2 separate regions of the Mus musculus genome follow, and region 2 is linked to region 1. Evidence: chromatin contacts called from public promoter capture Hi-C data. All regions are on one chromosome and are shown on one strand. Each heading gives the region's core, a stretch centred on a gene start, on an enhancer-like site or on the middle of the called end of the contact. The rest is flanking DNA. Distances are from core to core; before and after follow the strand shown.

Region 1 (5,233 bases), core at 1,134-3,633:
CCTCCACGCCATCTCCTCTGTGCTCCTCCTTGCTCTTATAGAGTCTTGGTGATAGGTTAGGCCTTCCTGGAGAATCCAGGTATCCTGGTGTGGTTTCTACTATGTGATACACACCACAACCAAAAGAAGGAAACGGATGGAAGGGTCTTCTTTTCATTTTTGACTTTTGTCTTGCATGTCCCAGTCCCTGTCAATCACTGAGTGAAGTCAATTAAGGAATGTCAATCAGGAACAGAGATAGGAACGATGGACAGGTATCACTTACAGTCGTGCTCATCATGGCTTTCTCAACTTCCTTTTAATATAAGCCAGGCCCACCTGCCCAGGGGAGGCACTGCCCACAGTGGGCTGAGCCCTCCCACATCAATCACTAATTAAGAAAATGCCCCCATAGACTTGTTCCCAGGCTAATCTGATAGAAGCATTTTCTCAATCGAGGTTCCCTGTTCCCAGATGATCTTAGCTTGCATCAAGTCGACAAAACCATCAAACAACAACTAGCAAGGATAACACTTGGGTTAAACATACAAAAAGACCCTCTTATCCATAGGTGTCATAATTCACAGGCTTAGGGTTTGATGATGTGGACATCCTGAGGAAGGGTATTATTCTGTCCATCACGTTTTGCAAACACACACACACACACACACACACACACACACACACACTCATTTCAGACAAAAAAATTTAGGAAATGTTGAATTAAATAAAGTTAACTGGGTTTCATTATTGCAAAGCTGTTTAGAATTTTGCTTTTATTCTGAGTCAGGCTTTGTTGTGTGACTTTACTGTAGTATAACTAATATAAGTTTATCCCCGACTAGCTTACAAATAAATGAGACTCAGACTATGGTTATTTTATTTGGCTTTAACAATTACTGGGGGCTCACCCCTAATCTACCCTTCTCACTGCTGGCCTGGCTACCTACCAGTGGTGAACCCCAGTCTCTTGCTGTTTCGCCTGGCCACGTTACATGCTCATGATCCACTTCCCCTCATGGTGGCTTCCTCCTCTCCTTGTTCTTCCTCCTCATTTGGTCTCTCCTCTTTCCTTAATGTTCCTCTTCATCCCAAGTCAGGTAACTCAAAACCCACCCACCTCTAACCCCTCCAGGAATTGGCTATAGCCAGTTTTATTTAATCAACAGTTTTAAATTAAGGAACAAGGTTTGCAGAACAAAAGCTTGTAAATGTAAGAATTCACTTAAAGGCCTAGACCTTCTGGTACAGAATTTAGCATCACAATACACAGCTACAGATCAAACCTCAACACTTTTCCTGTTGAAATGTGATTAAAAGTTCACTTACCCTAGACAGGGCACCAGCAGCAGACCGAAGTAACAGTTCTATCTAATTCTAGCTTTGTGAACCAGCGTGCATGTTGGAATTACTTAGAGGAGTACAGGTGACATAATGGTAGCTGTATCTCTGAAAAGTCCCACCCTAGCCTGGGTGACAACTCACAGAAGACATGTCCTTGAGCTCCCTGCATGGCTTGCAAGCAGCTGGTCAGACTGGAGACTCCTCATCCCTAGCCATTGTTATTGCTTATGTAACCTTGGGGGGTTGAACCTTGTAAATGTTCTAAGTTTGGGTGCTGTCTGGAATTTCCTTCCTCATCCTTGTAAATTTCAGTTACTTCCTGAGTCTTACAAGCTTCCCTTATTCCTCTATTCAAAGGGAACACTATACAACTGGTTCTCTGGTAGCCAAGCCTGGTCTTCAACTTCTGATCCTCCTATCTCCCCTCCTGAGTACTGGGATTGCAGGCATGAGTCTCCACATTGACTCTTTGAATGTGTTTGTGTATAATACAGAGTACAAATCAGAAAGGTTGGTATCTGTTACTCTTGTTTCATCAAATGCCTTCTATCCCATCCCCTTTTAAAATTCCTGTGAAGAAACACCTAATATTTCGGGATTGAATGGGATCCCAGCCTTAGGAAGACAGGAGAGTCTGGAGGTGTTTCTCTACAGCCTGAAGACACCCGTGATTCTAAGCTTTAGCACATTCCAGGTGGGTTGCCTCATGTCTGTGCAGTGAATTGAACACCGGGGAGAGAACACCTTCATTTCATCTCTGAAATCTCTGGTGAGAAATGAGATGCCCTCCTCCACCCTCAGACGGAGACGTTGCCATCTGCCCATCCGTTCCCTGAACCAGAGAAAGCTGCAGGGCCATCCAGACATCCATGTTTTCTGCCCACTTTTACTGACTCCAGTTCCTGGGTCCAGCCCACTTTGTGCCTGTGCCTCTCAGACTCTTGACTAGAAGAGCAAACAGCTGTCTCCCAAAAATACTCAGAGAGATTCCCTCAGCATGTATATATTGCCAGGGAGGTGGGGCGATAGGCCAACGGGGTGGGCCCAGGAAGTCATGAGTCACCTGGCAAGAATTGCCTGAGTATTTTAGGCCCCAGGGTGGGGTAGCAGGGGGTGGAGTAGGCAATGCTTGTATTCATGGTTGGGCTAATTTATGGTTTTTATCCAAGTTAATGGTAGTTCTGAGAGGCGGCTCCACGGAGCTTGGCCACTAGAATGTGTCTTTAACTACCCCACTAAGCTACCCTGCGGATGGGGTACCATTCCCACCCTGTTTGCGGGTTTTTAATGTCAGTCTGTGAACCCCCATCTTCCTACTGCCCTATCATTCCTCCTTCTTTGTCCAGTCCCCTCCCTGCTGAGGAGGGTGTCAGGCATGTCTGCTTTGCCACATGCCCTGCCCAGCGCTTATCAGCTCTATTAAAAGCTCCAGTGCAGGATTCAGATAGGGGACTATTCCATTAAACATCACATTAACGAGTCCTCAGAGAAAATCTCTCTCAAAGCTTTTGAGCTCGTAACTACTTGGCTGTCTTACGAGCTTCTACAGATCCTAACATGTGAACGATCAGAAAAGAAAAAGGGTCCCAGTGACGGTCGGTCGGCAGCAGCTGGTCCTGGGAGACCCGAAGCTTCTCCCTGGATGTTTAGGGAGTGAGCTGCCTGTAGGGTCCCATGTACTGGTGGCCACATGTCCATATCCCTCTTCTGTCCCTGTCCAGACCCAGCAGATGCTAGCTATGTAAAGAGTTGGGAGGCCAGCAGAGATGCTCACTGTCCTGGAGGTGGTCAGAGCTCTGGCTGCAGCCCAGGTACCTCTCAGACTCATAGCTGAGCACCAGCCTGGGAGTGTAGGTCAGAGGTCACAGCTTACAGGGATCAGATCATCACTGAGAAGTGAGCACCCTAGGGTGCTTCTGAAGCCGGAGTTGAACCTCTGTGGACACAGTTCTTCATTGTCTGTAGGAAGGGAAACAGCGTGGACCACCGCTGCGGGGTGGTGATGGTGGTGGATTCTCTTTCTGCCCCACATCTCTGACTCTCAGACTACTGCCTCCTGACATCAGTCCTTATTTTTAGGACTGTTTTGACATGACATTGCTGGGACTCAAGCACTGAGCTGTGCAACCAAGGGGCCCTTGAATGGATCCACAGTATCTTTTTGTGTCATTGAGGGCCCTACAGAACTCAGAGGGCTGAGGACCAGCAGGCTTCTCTGATCCTCTGAACCCCAAGGAAGGTTTAGGGCCTGTCATGTTCTCTTCCTCCTGCTACTATTCCATGAAGGCAGCCACACTGACACATTAACAAGAGTCGTCAGGGGTTCCGGAGATGGCTCAGTTTGTAAACTGCTTCCCTGGCAAGCACAAAGGCCTGGGTGTTTGATTCCCAGAATGCACATAAAAGACAGACAGACAGACAGACAGACACTCAGTTAGAAAGAAAGAGAGAAAGGAAGGAAGGTGGGCCATTTTTAATCTTAGTTTAGTGCTGGGAAGGCAGAGACTGGTTGATCACTGGGGCTCACCAGCCAGCTGGAGAGTTCCTGGCCAATGATAGACTCTTGTTTCAAAAACTCACAGTGCATAGCAGAAGTTGACCTCTGGTTTTGACACACATGAATATGGACACACACACACCCTAGAGTCATCATCCCTTTCTCTGCTCTTCATCCTGAGTGCTGACTGCAGGAGTAGACTAGGGGATGAGTTAAGCTCCATTTGAAGCAGGCTGTTGGCTAGGTACTGGCTACAGTGATACACAGTAATACCAGGGAAGGGTGACAGCTGGGTCGTGTGGCTTCCGTTAATGGTCAAGGAAAAGAGGCAATTAATTCCTTTTCCAAAGAACAGCAGTGAAGAAGCAGCAGGACAGCGTGCTCAGGAGCACACCCAACACTCCCCTTCCCCCACCGCCCTATCCTCACCTCCCCACTCCCCACCCCTCACCCCCATCCTGCTGCCCTACAAGGGATCTCAGTTGCAGCAGCCACAGGGGTGTGCCTCAGGATTGCCTGTCCTCTTTTCTGGTTCATCTTTCAAGAGAATGGCAGAGCTAATAGAGCTGTGTGAGTTTGACTCTTCTGGCCTGGCCGCCTTCCACTGTGCCCCTGAGCTGATCTACCTCAGGTTGAAACTGCCATTGTATAACCCTTCCCGATCATCTTGCCTTTTGCCCTCCCACCCTGTACCTGCAGCGGTTTCCCAGACGACCTACATGAGTGACAGACAGACACAGCTGAGGACAGGTATGGAAAGTGTAGCTGGCCAGTGGCACTGCCCCACCCAAATGTATTACAAGTTGATTAAGTATGGGACACCCTTAAGAAAGCTTAGCAATGTCTACAAAGACAGAGGATGAAGGCAAAGGGAGGAAGCCCGGGGAAGGGGAACACTACTGGGATATGGGAGGAAATCACTCGGGGTGGGAGACGTGGGGATAGGTAAGACCATCACACTGCTGCTAAGCATGGGTCGGGATGCCAGGAGACCAGGGAAAGCCTTTTCTCCCCCCTCCTCTCTACACATATCAGGTAGAGTTGTGGGGCTGAATGTGTGTAGGGATGCTCTGTTTCACATTCAAGCTTTGGGGAGTCGGCCTCCTCTGAGGCTCAGTTACTTTGGAATCTCTACCTTGGAGGAGCCTAGAGAGAAAAAGAGGGCACAGGTGGCACCTGGTTGGGGCCGGGCCAGGAGGCTGTGAACCGTGTGTTCTTTAAAGAATACAGAATTTCTGCTGTGTGACAAACCAGCATATTTCAATATGTGCCTGGGTGTCAACTACAGGCATGTCAGGGGTCACTTATCTCTGCCTAATATCCCCCTACGCAGGCATGCACAGATACCATCTCACTCAGCTCTTGGTGTAGTAATGAGTTGTTCTAAACACAGCTGCTTTAAGGGTGTGCTAG
Region 2 (5,233 bases), core at 779-3,278, 120 kb after region 1:
TTGCTTAAGTGTTGAGTATGTGGGGTGTGTGTGTGTGTGTGTGTGTGTGTATGTGTGTGTGAGAGAGGGGGGGGAGAGAGAAAGCATGTATATGTACACACAAGTACATGATTTAAAAAGTCACTCCATGATCTGGTCAAAGAGGCTTCCTCTGGAGGTTCCTTGCTGTTTATCCTGCTATCTAAGCAAAATGCATTTTTTTGTAATTCAGGATAACAAATTCCAATTTATTTTCCTTGTATTTTTGGTAGCTTGCCTTTGGAGAACATTATCTGAAGTGAAGGTCAGCCCACTCTGTGGGCACGGAATCTTCTGGGCTAACTAAGGGCAGAGGTGCAGGGTTCACTGCAAATTTACAAAGCTGGCTTTAAAAGCTGACACTGTAAAAAGCTAGTTGTCAATTTTTAGTGTATACCAAACTCTTATGCCTTGTCTTAAAATAACGCTGTGACTTAATCAAATGTAGAAGCTCCGGGTTTCCAGGGATTCCAGTAAAGGGCATTACTATGTTTAGAAGACAGTTGTGCAATTTGCATACTTATTGGGGCCCTGGCTATGGAGAAGATCAAGGGCAGACAGGGCCCTCACAGGGCAGACACATTAACTGTGTGCCAAGTTGACAGGCTTCTTACTTATTTGATATAAAAATAAATCCACAGCAGAGTGTGTGATGGAAGGCAAGCTGACTTCCTTCTTCTGTTCTTGGGCAGGGGGGTGACGACTCATCTGGGCTGGCTACACACTAGGTTCAGTGAGGAACTCCAGACCTGCAGGCTCACACTTTGCTGCTCACACTGCCAGGAAGAAATCTTTCCTGGTTTTCTCTCTAGTCCTCCAGTATCCATTCATTGCTTTGATCACTGCCAGCTGGCTGAAGCTGGCCCTAAGGGGCTTACTCCCTCTTGTGAGGAACTGAGGAGAAGTGAATCCTATTTCCAGACTAATTCTGAACCTTTCACCTTGGAAGAACCATAAGTCGGCTATTATGGATCAGGCAGTGAGGGCAGATGGCAGGCACCTGCTGCAGAAACGGACACCGTGAGGCCCTGGGAAACCCCACCTATTTAAACTTAGCTCTTCCTCTGAGGCAGAAACAGGGTGGCGAGGGTCTTCTTTGAAAGGGGATGCAAGCTGCTTGAGTGCCTGCCCTGAGTAGCTTCAGCTGGTGCTGGTGGCACCTCACCCACCTGAGTTGCATTTCTCTGTCCTCACTTTTAAGGGCCACCTTCTCCTCCCCGCCCCCCGCCCCATCTTTGAGATTCTCCACTGCCAGCATTACATTTTAATGCCATTTTATCAGTCATATGCCATGCCTTTTCAGCAATCATATTCCTTGACATCAAACAGATTCTTGATACAACCGCCAACGTGTTCTAGCTCGCTTTAAAATATTATGGCTGATACCAACATTTTAATCCTTTAAGACATCAAAGCCAAATTAAACGAGTTGTATTGCTGGTAGTCGATGCAAAAATCTTCATGCTTCTATTTCACAGAAAAGTCAGCCTAATATTTTTCGAGGCTTTTGCAAGGTGAGGTCCTTTGCTGTCCACTTCACTTGGTGAGCATTGGAATTAGGAGCTGGGTTAGAAAGCAATGAGGAATCTCTCTGAAAGGTGCGCTACAAGTGAGAAGGAACAGGAAGTTGGGGGAGGAGCAGAAAGGTTCAGGTGGGTGTAGCCTGCAGCTCATGAGTCACAGGTATCCCAGGATTGTGTGAATGTGGCCAACATTTTTGTGAATGACAACCTCATGTTGGAATGTCAAAAGGTTGAATGCTCCTGAACTGGTTTAACATGGAGCAGATCAACAACAACAACAACAACAACAACAACAACAGCAACAACAACAGCAACAGCAACAACAGCAGCAGCAGCAGCAACAGCAAGAACAACAACAACAACAAACTGACTTGAGAAAACAGAAAAATCCAGAGGCATAGGAGATTTGTGAGAGGCAGTGACTGGAGAATGCCACTGGTATGAAAAGAGGGGACGCAAGGACACGCACGAGGGAGTGAGTCTATGTAGCTGCCAGTGGAGATCTAGTTTTTAACCTTGTGCAGCTGTTTTCTAGGTTATCGGGAGCAAGCATAAATTAGCAGAGAAGATGAGCTAGCCTCTGGCCTCACATTCCAGGACAAGATAGAGTTGAAGGTCTGTCCTTTTTTTTTTTTTTTTTAAAGATTTATTTATTTATTTATTTATTTATTTATTATATGTAAGTACACTGTAGCTGTCTTCAGACACTCCAGAAGAGGGAATCAGATCTCGTTACGGATGGTTGTGAGCCACCATGTGGTTGCTGGGATTTGAACTCCTGACCTTTGGAAGAGCAGTCGGGTGCTCTTACCCACTGAGCCATCTCACCAGCCCCCCCTTTTTTTTTTAAAATTTATTTATTTTTATTAGTTATTTTCTTTATATACATTTCAAATGCTATCCCGAAAGTTTCCTATACCCTCCCTCTGCCCTGCTCCCCTACCCACCTTCTCCCGCTTCTTGGCCCTGGCATTCCCCTGTATTGGGGCATATAAAGTTTTGGCAAAATATTTGATATCTTACTTTTAGAACATACTTAAGTTTCATATCTTAGATTTATATATACATTTTTCTTTTTCTTTCTTTTTTTTTTTTTTACGTATTTTCCTCAATCACATTTTCAATGCTATCCCAAAAGCCCCCATACCCCCCCCCACTTCCCTACCCACCTATTCCCATTTTTTTGGCCCTGGCGTTACCCTGTACTGAGGCATATAAAGTTTGTGTGTCCAATGGGCCTCTCTTTCCAGTGATGGCCAACTAGGCCATCTTTTGATACATATGCAGCTAGAGTCAAGAGCTCTGGGGTACTGGTTAGTTCATAATGTTGTTCCACCTATAGGGTTGCAGACCCCTTTAGCTCCTTGGGTACTTTCTCTAGCTCCTCCATTGGGAGCCCTGGGATCCATCCAATAGCTGACTGTGAGCCTCCACTTCTGTGTTTGCTAGGCCCCGGCATAGTCTCACAAGAGACAGCTTTATCTGGGTCCTTTCAGCAAAATCTTGCTAGTGTATGTAATGGTGTCAGCGTTTGGAAGCTGATTATGGGGTGGATCCCTGGATATGGCAGTCTCTAGATGGTCCATCCTTTTGTCACAGCTCCAAACTTTGTCTCTGTAACTCCTTCCATGGGTGTTTTCTTCCCAATTCTAAGAAGGGGCACAGTGTCCACACTTTGGTCTTCATTCTTCTTGAGTTTCATGTGTTTAGCAAATTGTATCTTATATCTTGGGTATCCTAAGTTTTGGGCTAATATCCACTTATCAGTGAGTACATATTGTGTGAGTTCCTTTGTGATTGTGTTACCTCACTCAGGATGATGCCCTCCAGATCCATTCATTTGCCTAGGAATTTCACAATCACAAAGGTCTGTCCTTGAGGGGCAAGGTCAGTGCTAATCCCTGTGGGTCAACAGGCCAAGGATGGAAGATCGCCATCTACTGGTTTTAGAGAAAACTGCCGACACATGACCCTTGGTCTGGGGTTAAAAAAAAAAAAAAAAAGCTCTGACTGGGAATTGTCCTTTCAGGTCAGCTCTTCACAGCTGACTAAGTGGTTGGGAAATCAGAAATGAAAAGTGCCACTTTGAGCCCTTGGCGCTCTACAGTGTGGGGCTGACACGGAACAATGTCAACGCATTCGGTAGCGTGAGGAAATGCTGAGCAGTCTCGAGAGCCCCTAGCCTCTCTGTAATGAAGTCTCCTGATCCGAGCAGCCATTCCCATCAGCTCTCCTTTGACACTTGCCCCAGCTGGCCTGACTCTGGCTTACAACTGGGCCACTAGCACGGTCCTAAGCTCTTGTGTCCTGAGGCGCAGGCTCCCTTCCTCCACTCTCACCCAAAGACTCCTCTCCTTGACCCTAAAACCCTGACTTCTAATCCCCGAGGTTGAAGCCATAGGTTGAGCACAGGCCTTTATAAAGAGGGTGTAGACAAAGCACCTGGGGGCAGGGACTGACGTATGGGGACACAAGAAGGTCATCTGCAAGCCCAGGAAAGGCCTCAGAAGCCAACCTGATCTTGGACTCTGGGCCTCCAGGCCCCCAGGAATGTGTACTTTGTTGTTGGCATGGCCCTGTCTAAGGCATTCCATTACCAACACCCTCTCAAACACACAGCTTGCAGGGCAGTTATTTAAGGCTTCTTCCCACACAGCCTGCCCAACTGCAGATCTCCTCTGAACTCCTTGCCAGATCGCCAGGCACATTCTAGAAATGTCCTTTTACTACCACTCCCACCTGCCAGTTCCCTAATCTGGGATAATCAAAATGGGTGACCATGTGATTATTTCTGCTTCCAAGGCCAGGGCCAGGCTGCCTCACAGAGCAGTGCTCACAGTTGCGGGATCTGGAGCCAATTCTGTGAACCTCAAGACTTTTCCTGCCTCTGGTTAGCTCCATGGCTATTCCATACCTGCTTGGTTCATTGCAAACTACCCTGTGTGTGTGTTATTTCTGCTTCATCCTCTCCTCGACACCTGGCCCTTGATCTTATTTAGAGACTTCAGCAACATTGGCTTCTTCCTTTACAAAGCCACTTTCTGTTTGGCCTCTGAAACCTATGTTTTCCATTCTTGGAACTGGTTCCCAAATATGTTTTTCTGGGGGTGTGGTTCAGAGACAGAGCATTGCCAAGCCATCCCCAACACCAGAAACAAACAAACACACACACAAACAAACACACATACAAACAAACACAAACAAAAATCATTTTAAAAGTGAACCTATACAGAGCAATTAGCTTCTGTAATCATAATGCAGTCTAAAATGCAGTGCACTCTATGCACACAGGATTTATTAATTAAGAAAAAAAACATAGAACTAACATTTTATTCAAACGAGTGATACTTCTCATGATTTTTGGCTATGAGAAGAAGGCTCAGTAGAGCACACAGAGAAAAATTAATATCTAATAACAAAATTAGGACCATACAGTGGCTCTTTTGTGTTACTAAACACAGAAGTTGTACTAGCGAATCGTGTTGGTTCTCATTCTGGCAGCCTTCATAAAATAGAGACATGTTTTTGGAGCTGGTAAAATCAGTGAGTTGGTTTTCAACCTCACAGGCTGGAAGTGGATCCATCTCTTGAGTCAGAAGATTATGACCACAATACTAATACTTCACACAGGTCAGAGGTGGGTCTCACAGTTGCAAACACTTAATGCTTCCTAAATTCCTTTAAAATAGTAC

The links. Promoter capture Hi-C pulls out the DNA fragments that hold promoters and counts their contacts.
Region 2: a contact with region 1 is called in a promoter capture Hi-C map of trophoblast stem cells, with 4 times the contacts expected there. The contact joins two enhancer-like sites. A contact is called at or near these places in 13 of 39 promoter capture datasets (the 3T3-L1 cell line, the HPC-7 cell line, cranial neural crest and 8 more), 1 of 15 datasets of contacts at CTCF or cohesin (embryonic stem cells), 11 of 484 Hi-C or Micro-C datasets (the HL-1 cell line, bone marrow-derived macrophages, embryonic fibroblasts and 5 more), 13 of 115 datasets of contacts at active chromatin or transcription factors (cardiomyocytes, embryonic stem cells, extraembryonic endoderm stem cells and 4 more) and 1 of 9 other capture datasets (embryonic stem cells).

The regions. Positions count from the first base shown.
Region 1 is chr17:10,376,323-10,381,555 of GRCm38.p6, forward strand. No RefSeq gene overlaps it. Among named protein-coding and RNA genes, the nearest start is that of Gm39565, 7.4 kb to the left of the region's middle. Within about 2 kb of position 2,384, at least 56 of the 459 cell types and tissues checked have an H3K27ac peak or open chromatin away from gene starts, as enhancers often do. A contact at or near this core is called in trophoblast stem cells, where this site is marked.
Region 2 is chr17:10,497,438-10,502,670 of GRCm38.p6, forward strand. The region is part of intron 4 of Pacrg (PARK2 co-regulated); the gene reads right to left. All of the region lies in intron 2 of Gm16168 (a long non-coding RNA gene), which reads left to right. Among named protein-coding and RNA genes, the nearest start is that of Gm16168, 6.9 kb to the left of the region's middle. Within about 2 kb of position 2,029, at least 22 of the 459 cell types and tissues checked have an H3K27ac peak or open chromatin away from gene starts, as enhancers often do. A contact at or near this core is called in trophoblast stem cells, where this site is marked.